Linked DNA regions of Mus musculus: region 2 is linked to region 1. The links are chromatin contacts, called in public HiChIP or PLAC-seq maps. All regions are on one chromosome and are shown on one strand. Each heading gives the region's core, a stretch centred on a gene start, on an enhancer-like site or on the middle of the called end of the contact. The rest is flanking DNA. Distances are from core to core; before and after follow the strand shown. Region 1 overlaps Atf2 (activating transcription factor 2). Region 2 holds the start of Atf2 (activating transcription factor 2).

Region 1 (5,285 bases), core at 1,128-3,627:
AGTGCAACTGGCATATTTAATAAATTTTTCTTCAAAACAAAATTGAAAAAAGTTATAAACTTTTTTTTTTTTTGGTTTTTTGAGACAGGGTAGCCCTGGCTGTCCTGGAACTCACTTTATAGACCAGGCTGGCCTCGAACTCATAAATCTACCTGCCTCTGCCTTCCAAGTGCTGGGATTAAAGGCGTGCACCACCACACCGGGCTAAAAAGTTATAAACTTATAGAGATTAGTTTTCAAAGAATTAATGATATAAAATCAGTTAAAAATAACATTTGTAAAAATAGTTTATCAAAATACACATACTCTTTTTTCCTTTTATTGTTTAGCTATTATTTCTCTATTTTTTCCCCATCTGCTGCAGAAGGAAGCTTGTCTGATAATGACTGAAAAAGGCATCTATGAATATAGTAGAATTTCTTTAACAAGACACTAAAAATACACATATTTTATGGAAGACATTCACTGTTTATTGCATTGATCATTTCACTATCACACAGTTATTTAAAAGGGATTCAGCCATAGGGTGAATTTTGTTCCAGAGTGCTGATGTCATTAAGGCATATATCATGAAGTTAGCAACCCTCCCTTTTAATACTGTGTCTTGCACCTGTCAATTTACTCATTCCACACTCACAGGCAAGCTCTCTCCATATTGTCATAGGCTTCTCCAGCTCACACAACTCCTCAGACCCAAAATACAAGTGGCCGTCGAAGAAGAGCAGCTAATGAAGATCCTGATGAGAAAAGGAGGAAGTTTCTAGAACGAAATAGAGCAGCAGCTTCAAGATGCCGACAAAAAAGGAAAGTGTGGGTTCAGTCCTTAGAGAAGAAAGCAGAAGACTTGAGTTCACTAAATGGCCAGCTGCAGGTATGGGCACAAGCAGTTTGCTTCTATTTATTAGTTAGCAACATAGGTGTTGCTTGGTTTGTTGGTTTGGTTTGGTTTGGTTTGGTTTGGTTTTTTGTGTGTAGCTTTGCAAGACAGGGTTTCTCTGTGTAGCCCTGGTTGTCCTGGAACTCACTCTGTAGACTAGGCTGGCCTCGAACTCAGAGATTCTCCTGCCTCTGCCTCCTGAATGCTGGGATTAAAGGTGTGCACCACTGCTGTCTGACTAGGAACATAGTTTTTTCTAGATGATCCTGCAAGTATTTTAGGACATGATATATACGACACATATGTAGACTCTGTAGTAAGCCATGGTTTCCTAAACCTTGTGAATTCTGACCTGAAGTGATACCAAACTTTCAACCCTGACACAATGAAGAAATTTTATGTGTAACTGTTTAGTTGTGTGGTACAGAAATACTGTAATAACCTTGCTTGAACTTTATAAAGTTCAAAACTTTTTTTAAAAATCGCTATTTTTTGTTTATTTGTTCTGTTTATTTGTCATTTTACCTTTATATTAACCATAAAGTTGTTCCAATGGCAGTTTTTTACTTTCTTTCTTTGAATTACAATTCTGTTGTTCTTTCTTAAGTAACTAGCACATGTGAAAGGAGCCAGATTGACAGCTTTGGAAACTGAAGGATTCTAATTATCCACAAAATAGGTAATATTCGGCCAGTGGCATAACAAATTATTTCATACTGCCCTGCCGATGTGCCTCAAATACATTTCTTAGGATCTCATGTGTTATAAAGATTTTAAGGCTCCATTCAAGTCTTGGGTAAGATTTTTAATAAAAGTATTAAGGTAGCATCAAATGTGTTTCTTTCCTTCCTTCTCTCCTTCTTTCTTTCCTCCTTCCTTTATCTCTTTCATTCTGTTTTCATCATTTTGCTTTTGACATTGTGAATATTCTCCAGTAGTAGCTTTTGAACTAACAAGTAACTAGAAATTAATAAATTGTAGTTGTTTATTAATATAGGTCAAGTTTTTGTGTGTTTAACAACAGGACTAGAAGTTGAAATTGGGGCTTCAGTGGTCTACCACTAGTGCCTCCTTTAGTAATTTTGAGTTTTAGCATAGGGAGCTAAATTGCCCAAACTTGCTTCAAACTCAAGATCTTCCGGTCTCAGCTTTCCAAGTAGCTGGTATTGTGAACATATGAGTAGATCAATCTTTTGAATTACCCATTTCCAGTGAAAACAAAACTCAGTTATTATGAATATATGCTGTGCGCCTAGATTAGGCAGATCTACCACTACCCTCCATCTTCCACGTCTATGAGACTCCTTAGAACTTGAGATTTCTCCAGGCCATGTGCTTCTGCTCTACTTTTCTTCTTCCTCCTCCTCTGCGTCCTCTCCCTCTTCCATTTTCTTCTTCTTTTTCTCCTCACCTTCCCTTTTATCTGCCCAACCATCAACTCTCCTTTATTTTACAAATTAAGGCGGGAAGCAGGTTTACAGGAAATCACCTGAGTGCTGACCTGTTTCTTGTTCTTAGCCCCTCTACAGGAGAATGGGATTAACATCAAATATAATTACCCCCAGGGCTATCCACAACAGGGCACTTGTTTCTTAAATCTATCTTAAAAGTGTCACAAATAAAATTGTTAAAATACTTAGAAAGCTCTTTTTAACATCCTGTATCGCACTTACCCAAACTAAATTTTATAGCAAGTTTTCATATGTGAGACAGACATTCTTAGAAGCCTTTGTTGCATTTTGCATATTGTTTTGGTTATTTTAAGACGAACTGATTGCCTCTTACAAAACTTATTTTTAGCCATCTAACTTATAATATGAAAAAATGATTATTCATGACTTACTAAACAACATAAACTTCAAATATATACTAGAATTTAGTTACAAATTTTATCGTTATCATCCTAACAAATGAATTTACTAAAAAACTTAGAATAAAATTCATTTCTCATTTAAGTGAAATGAAACATTGTACATATACTGATTTATGTGTAGACCATGAAAACTATTCTTTGCAAACCTGATAGAATATCAATTACTATTACTTACATATCAACAAAGTGATTTAAATGTTTCTTTTTATTGTTCTTAACTAATAAAACTTTTTTAAAAATTTTTTGAAATTATAATTTATTTATACTTTGCTCTCCCTTTTCTCCCTCCAAATCCAGAATAATGCCCTTTCCAACTCTCCTTCAAATTCATGACCTTTTTTTTGTTTCAACAAATTACTACTTCATGCATATATGTATATGCATAGATGTTCCTAAATATAACCTATTGAGTCTGTCTAATACTACCTGTATGTATGTTTCGAGACTGACTTTTTTTTTTTTTTTTTGGTTTTTCGAGACAAGAGTTTCTCTGTATAGCCCTGGCTGTCCTGGAACTCACTTTGTAGATCAGGCTGGCCTCGAACTCAGAAATACGCCTGCCTCTGCCTCTGCCTCTGCCTCCCGAGTGCTGGGATTAAAGGCGTGCGCTACCACACCCAGCTGAGACTGACTCTTTGACACTAGACAACCAGTTGGCATATTCTTCCCTGAGGAACACCATCTCTCCCATTCCCAGTTTACCTCAGTTACCTGTAGTTCTTGGTGTATATAGGGTTGTGGCCTTGGGGTCAAGCCATCTAGTTTGGCATGTTCATTGGTGTCATTCCTGTTCAGCTCACATTTGGACAAAATCATGTTGGTGAGACTTTATGGATAAGAGAAGGAATTAGTAGAGTACAGGTGAACTATCTGATCAGGGAAATGAAAAAGAGAAGGGGGCTCCTTAAGGAGAGGCAGAGAGGTTGATACAGAAGAACGGGTGGAGAGGAGGAGGGGAAAGGAAAAAGCAGTGTACAAGCTGTCTGATGGGGAAGTGGGAAAGGGATGCTCTTTAGTAAAGGGGAGGCAGGTCTATACAAAAGAAGAAAGGTGGGTAAAATAACAAAGATGTCTGAAAAAGCCACAACTGGTCATACTATTATCTATTTCCAAAATTTAACTTAAAAAACTATAATATTCCATGCATGAATATACATACACTTTTAATGAACCTTTCTCATCTGGGCAGACGAAGCTTCTTCCAAGAGCCAAAGACCACCTAACAAAACCTCCAATGCCAGACATGAGATACTCTCTTTTTAGTTGTTGTCCAAGAGACTCACAAAACATACAATCTATTGCTGTTGCCCTTGATAAGCCCCCAGAGGTAGAAGGTAAGTTTGTATTGCTAAGACACCGTGCACTTTAGAAGTAGGGCTGGAGAGATGGCTGAGTGGTTAAGAGCACTGACTGCTGCTGTTCCAGAAGTCCTCAGTTCACTTCCCAGCAACCACATAGTGGCTCACAACCATCTGTAATGAGATCTAATGCCCTCTTCTGGTGTGTCTGAAGACAGCTACAGTGTGTGTGTGTGTGTGTGTGTGTGTGTGTGTTTGTGTGTGTGTGTGTGTATACATTTACACACACACACATACATAATTCATAAAAACAAACAAACAAAAAAAAGAAGTAAGGCCCAGAGATCCCTCAGCTTGGACTGACCTGTGCCCCTTCCCTGAAGACTAGCTTTCATATCAGAAATCGCCATGCATGCTGCCAAAGGAAGGAGGCAACCAACAATTTACCCAGCTGTGATACCTGTGTACCACAGCATGACACAATAACCCTGATCATGCAGTAGTGACATGCATACTTTGGTAGTAACCAACTACTCTCTAATTTGACTTAAGACTTAAGAGGGAGATCAAGAGGTACTGGCAACCTAGCTCGGTGCTAGTGAATTCATGGTTATTGGAGAGAATTCTACAACCACCTATACTTTTTTTTTTATGTGCATTGGTGTTTTGCCTGCATATATTGTCTATGAGAGAGTGTTAGATCACCCTGGACTTGGAGTTACATGCAGTTGTGAGCTGCTATGTGGATGCTGAGAATTGAACCCTCGTCCTCTGAAAGAGCAACCAGTGCTCTTAACTACTAAGCCATCTCTCCAGCTCTTACCATCAATTTTGAAGTACAGTAGTCTAAGGATTCTTTAACCTCTTACTGATTAGGGATATGCTAGCATAAATTGTGTTCTGTGCTTTAATACAGTGTTGCTAGTTTTGTTGGGCTGTAGAAAACTATTTGTACTTGATTTTTTAGATTGCTTGACTTTTTTTTTTTTCGTGGTTTTGTCTTTAGGAAGGCCTAAACACTAATTTGCTAAAAGCACATTCAGCTTTCTAGTTTAAGAGGTAGGGTAGAGGTTGGGTTTGGTGATGCACACTGAATTATAATCCCAGCACTTGGGTCTAGGGCAGGAGGATTGCTACAGTTTAGAGGCAAACCTGGGATGCACTGATACCCTGTCTCAAAAAGTGAGATGTCAGTAGACTGTGTGCCTACAATTTTATGTATGCCAGCTTCTTAAAT
Region 2 (5,285 bases), core at 1,246-3,745, 66 kb before region 1:
GTTAGATATTGTCGGCTGGAGGAAAGCAGCATCTTAGAGACAGTCATCTGGACCTAGCAACTTATGATCTGGCAGGCCTATATTCTTGTCTGTTAGCCTTCCAACCAGTAATGAGCAGCTGACACCTTGCTGATATAATTAGTGTTCAAGTCTATTGACATTACTGCACTGTTACTAAGTTTACAAGATGGTACTTTCTTTCTAACTTCAGAACCGACAGTGTTAATAATCTGGTTTCTTTCAGGTTTCTCAAGTAATTAAGCTAGTTTTAAAGGAAGATTGAGTTGGCTCACGTACATGTATACAGGCCAGCAACCTATTAGAAGGTCCAGTGACATTACAATTTCACTTTCATGCTAGGCATCATTATTAGACGGCAGGCTCATTAACTCTCAGATACTATTCCAGACAAACTTACAATTTTAGATTCACTTGGCGTGGAGAAATTGGGTGTATTTTATGTAAAGACACGAATTGTATTCATAAATCTAAATTAGAAATACGCATTTAACAAATGGAAAAGCATGATACTAAAAAAAAAGGCTTGCTTTTTAAAAATCAGTGCAAGATTTCACAGGCGCCTTAATCACATTTTGCAACTTGTACATATTTATTGGACAACCAACATCCCTAAAATAAGCACCAAAATCTTCAGTAGGAATAAGTATGTTTAGGAGTAGTGCACCTGAACCAGTTATGGAATTGTAAAGGTCTGTAAAGGTCTGTCTCTTTCATTGTCATTACACTAATCAGTCGTCCTTCTTCTTGCCCCCAATTTTAAGGACATTACTTTGTGTGTATGAGTGTTTGACTGCATAAACGAATGTGCACCACATGCCCACGGAGGCTGGAAGAGGTTGTCCGATCCCCACCCCCACCCCGCTTTTATGAGCAGCTGAGCAGGTATGTGGTGATAGGAAACTAAACTTGGGTGCTCTGCAACATCAGCAAGCACTCCTAACCATCTGTCCAGTTCCTTCCCCCGCCCCGCCCCCTAGTTTTTTTGAAACCTACTTCCTACATTAACAGGCATTTCTTTGGCACTACAATTTATAGAGCAAAGGAAAATATTGTGGGAAGAATGCCTCTTCTCTGCTGGGTTCTCATTGGCGTCCTTTAGTCCTCCTTAAAACATTAACCAAACCGGACGTGGTGGCGCATGCCTTTAATCCCAGCACTTGGGAGGCAGAGGCAGGCGGATTTCTGAGTTCGAGGCCAGCCTGGTCTACAGAGTGAGTTCCAGGTCAGCCAGGGCTACACAGAGAAACCCTGCCTCGAAAATTTAAAAAAATAAAAAAATTAATACCGATCTCTTAAGCTTTAAATGAATGAAGTGATTCTATTGAAATTAATAATTTTAATTAATTTCTTAATTCTACGTCAGGTACCCTGGAAGTGGAGTTATAGACGGCTTAAGGGTTACTTGCGGATGTCCTGGAACTCACTCTGTAGACCAGGCTGGCCTTGAACTTAGAAATCCGTCTGCCTCTGCCTTCCGAGTGCTGGGATTAAAGGCGTGAGCCACCACGCCCGGCTCGCATCCAGTACTGTTAACCGCTGAGACATCTCTTCGGTCCCTGAAATTTGTATTTTTATATCTAACTAAGTAAAGGAAATTTGATAAAAGAAACACTCATAATTACAAGAATTTTTCTCTAGGAAAAAGATCGTTGCTTTGTTTTAAAATATGGTGACATGGGGGTGGAAGACGGTGTATTTCCTTTTGATCACTGCCTTTGAACATACTCGTATGTAATATACCATATACTTGACATAGGGTGGTGGGGAAGATCGGCTCCAGTTCTGGCTTAGTAAAATCCGAACAAAGAACTCTCTAAGAAAAGGTTTCTATTTTCTACGCAGGGCTGACTTATTTTGCTTCAGTGTGCACATGGGGGCGGAGGTGATGACTGGCAAACCCCGACTCTCCAAAACCTTAAGCGTAGCTCTCTCTCCAGCTCTGGCTTCTCGGTACACGGAGAGTGGTCCAGAAGCGCTTCTCCCTTCATAGTCTCATATCCCTAGCGAAGTCAGAAACCAATACGACAGAGACATCCGGCGCCAGGGCTGGGCTCCTTTAGGCTCCCCGACCTCACCTTTCTTCTCTCACACCGCCCACGCCCTCCTGCTCGCTCCTCCGCCACCTGCGCGCGCGCCCCAGATCCGGTGCAGCTTCTCGTGCCCGCCTCCCGACGGCTGCCAATCACAGCTTTCTGCAGTTCCCTGGTTACCGAAACAACGGTCCTTGGGCACCTTGGCCACGCCCCTTTGGACCTGCTTCCCGCCTTTCGTGCTTTTCGCCCAATCACTCGCGTCCGAGTGTTCTTTGGTTCCCGCCTCCCCGCCCCCGCCCTCCTGAAGACCCGCCCTTTTTCCGAGGCACGACGGAGTCACCTGACCCGCGGGCGCTCCCTCGGTGGAAAGCAGGAAGGGGCGTGTGCGTGAAGGGGAGGGGCGCAAGAAGAAAGCGGCAGGGATGCCGGGAGTGGGGCGGGGAGAAGGTTTGTCAGTCGGATCTCGCGAGAGAGGACGGAAGCCTGTGGGAGCCCGTGGCCTTTAAAGTGCGATTCAGCCCTCTCCTCCGGGGCTAGTTTGTAAACACGGCCGGCCTCCGGGCTCGCGGGTGGCTGGCAGGACCATGAATTAGTGACCTGGAAAGGTGAGTAATGGTGGAAGGGCCACGGGCTTGGAGGTTGTAGGGATGCAGAGGAAGAAGGTGCTAACATGGCGACGTCGCTGCCTGTAGTCTCCACCCCCCGCCTCCCACCCCTTTTGCGCCCCTGCTGTGGACCCCAACCCTACGGACGGCGGTGGCCGCGTTGCCGCCTCTGGTCTGGCGGAGCGACCGGACCGTTAGGTAACGCGCTGCGGCTCCGGCCGGCCCCTCCCTCGCGCGCTTTCCCAAGCCTGAGCGAGAAGGAATAACGGCTCTTCTCCGACCCCTCCCTCCGACTTCTCCTCTGGTGTGGTCACTTGAGAGGTCCCCGAGGCGCCCTTCGGATCCGCCCATCTGTCGGGGAGACCCCCGCCGCTAGTCCTTGATCGCGCTGCCCAGAGGGCCCACGCTGGGCTCCCCACCGGGGACTCGGGCGATCGAGGGTTTGGGATGGTGCGTTGAAGGATTGGGAAGCAAGGGTCTCTGGCCTCGGTGGAACGTGATGGAGCCAATGGTAATGGAGAACCTGCTGGTGGTCTCGGCCTTTTCTGTCCTTTCTGCCGCCCTCACACTCCCGCCGCCGCCACCCCCCCCTTTCCAGGTGGGGCGGGGCTGAGGTGTGGGTGCAGGTTGATTCTGCTATTCCCCCCCACACCCCATTTACTTCGACCGGTGTTCTGCAGAGCTTTTGTAGGAAAATAATCTGTGCCTTTTATTACCCCAGGGACAAGGAAGAGAGGTAGGGAGAGATGTGTGTATGTCTCCCCGGGATGCTCACTCATTGAACCAGACCTTGGAGGAGATGGGAACTATTTTTATGCACATAGGTATTATAAAATTGTCTCTTCTTTAATGGAGACTCTTAAACTGGGAAGGTCGAGTAAAACTACCACCAGTATAATTGAGTAAAAGGGATACTCATGATAGACTCTAGGCCCATCGACTAATACCTAGTTTACCTTGTGGAAGTCACAGTTTCTTGGGGATTATAAACTAGGGACACGTTCACACCAGATGCAGGTAATGCTGTTTTTAACATCTGACCAAACACGGACTGTTCTGAGCTCAGTTTGTCCTGTTTGAAGAAATTCTTAACCCTTGGCCATTGTCAAGTAATAACCGTTCCAGGAATACTACTCATTTAGCGCCAAATGGCCTGGGTCTCTAGCACCCAAATGGTAAGACTTTATAAAGGCTTATTTTAAAACAGTTAACTCTAGATGAAATAAGAGTCTTGTATTTAAATTTGCTAAACCTATTTGAAGAATCCCTGCAATAAACTTTTTTCAAAAGTATAGAAATATTTTGTAGAGTATGCTAAAAACATATCCTATATAAGCCAAGAAAACTAAGTACATGGATCTTTAAGGCCATCGATAGTTGAGTGATAATTAAGGTTCTAGGTCTTAAAATCATTAATAAATAATTGGAGAGATGTTTAGAGATGTTTTCATGGGTATTTTAAAATTTTAAAGCTATATTGTTTTGAAATGATACTATCCATTAAATATTTCATGACTAACATTAAGTCAAGAAATCTAGGTTTGTTTTTGTTTTTTTTTATTTTTAAGAAAACTTGAAAACTTGAGTTTTAATTATTATCTGTACTCTCCTAATCAATTATATTGCTAGATCTAGTAAATAACTTTACCTTACATGCTGTTTCCACTCATTTTTGACTTTAGTCTCTTCCAAAATGATATGTGTTTCTGTGAACTGGTATCACTTTCTTTTGTTACTCTTATTGAAATGCCCTTAGAAAAGTAAGTCTTATATTTAAAGCAAAATTTGTATTGGAAGCTGGGCGTGGTGGCGCACGCCTTTAATCCCAGGCAGAGGCAGGCGGATTTCTGAGTTCAAGGCTAGCCTGGTCTACAGAGTGAGTTCTAGGACAGCCAGGGCTACCCAGAGAAACCCTGTCTCGAAAACAAAACAAAACAAAAAAATTTGTATTGGAACCCTCCTTGATTAGAAGTCAATGAAAGTAATTAGATAATTCAATGAAAGTGATTGGATGATTCAACTGACCTGTATGAAATTAATACATATAGTACTCCCTGTATTAACTTGTAGCCTACAAAACCACCTGTCATATAGTCAATGGTTTTAACATTTTGTGACTATCTTATATTCACATCTATTTCTATAGACTGAAATCTTGTCTGAAATGGAACATGTTCTATGTTTGTTTTTAAGATTTATTTATTTTTGTGTTTTGCTTGCATATATGTATGTGTACCATTTATGGGCAGTGCCCTTAGAGACCATCTTAAATCCTGAATCTCTAAAACTAGAGTTACATATTATTATGAGCCACCATGTGGGTGCTGGGAACTTATCCCAGCTGCTCTGCAAGAACAACAGGTACTCTTAACTGCTGAGCCATCTCTCCAGCCCTTTGTTTGCTTTTCTACCGTGCTAGGAAAGCTCTTTTTATTTTGTTGTTTCCAGACATGGCTTATCTCTGTAGTTGGCTATCCTGGAACTTGTTTGTAGACCAGGCTGGCCTCCACCTCACAGAGATCCTGCCTACCTCTACCTCCTGACCACTGGGACTAAAAGGTGTGCTCTTTTTTATTGAGATATACATTTCTCAAAATCTATTTATGTAATTTTTTTATTTTACAGT

The links. HiChIP or PLAC-seq counts read pairs in DNA pulled down with a chosen protein or histone mark.
Region 2: a contact with region 1 is called in an H3K4me3 HiChIP or PLAC-seq map of embryonic stem cells, with 30 read pairs. The contact joins the promoter of Atf2 here to the enhancer-like site in region 1. A contact is called at or near these places in 4 of 484 Hi-C or Micro-C datasets (brown adipocytes, embryonic stem cells, granulosa cells and 1 more), 5 of 115 datasets of contacts at active chromatin or transcription factors (the SCID.adh cell line, bone marrow-derived macrophages and embryonic stem cells) and 2 of 9 other capture datasets (adipose tissue and pancreatic islet).

What each region holds. Positions count from the first base shown.
Region 1 is chr2:73,824,058-73,829,342 of GRCm38.p6, reverse strand. Atf2 (activating transcription factor 2) reads left to right here. Exons shown (of 15, transcript NM_001025093.2): 13 at 665-871. Among named protein-coding and RNA genes, the nearest start is that of Chn1, 51 kb to the right of the region's middle. Within about 2 kb of position 2,377, at least 2 of the 459 cell types and tissues checked have an H3K27ac peak or open chromatin away from gene starts, as enhancers often do. A contact at or near this core is called in embryonic stem cells, where this site is marked.
Region 2 is chr2:73,889,849-73,895,133 of GRCm38.p6, reverse strand. It overlaps Atf2 (activating transcription factor 2), which reads left to right and starts at 2,495. Exons shown (of 15, transcript NM_001025093.2): 1 at 2,495-2,659. It overlaps Gm10822 (a long non-coding RNA gene), which reads right to left and starts at 2,726. Exons shown (of 3, transcript XR_003953852.1): 1 at 2,395-2,726; 2 at 2,097-2,223.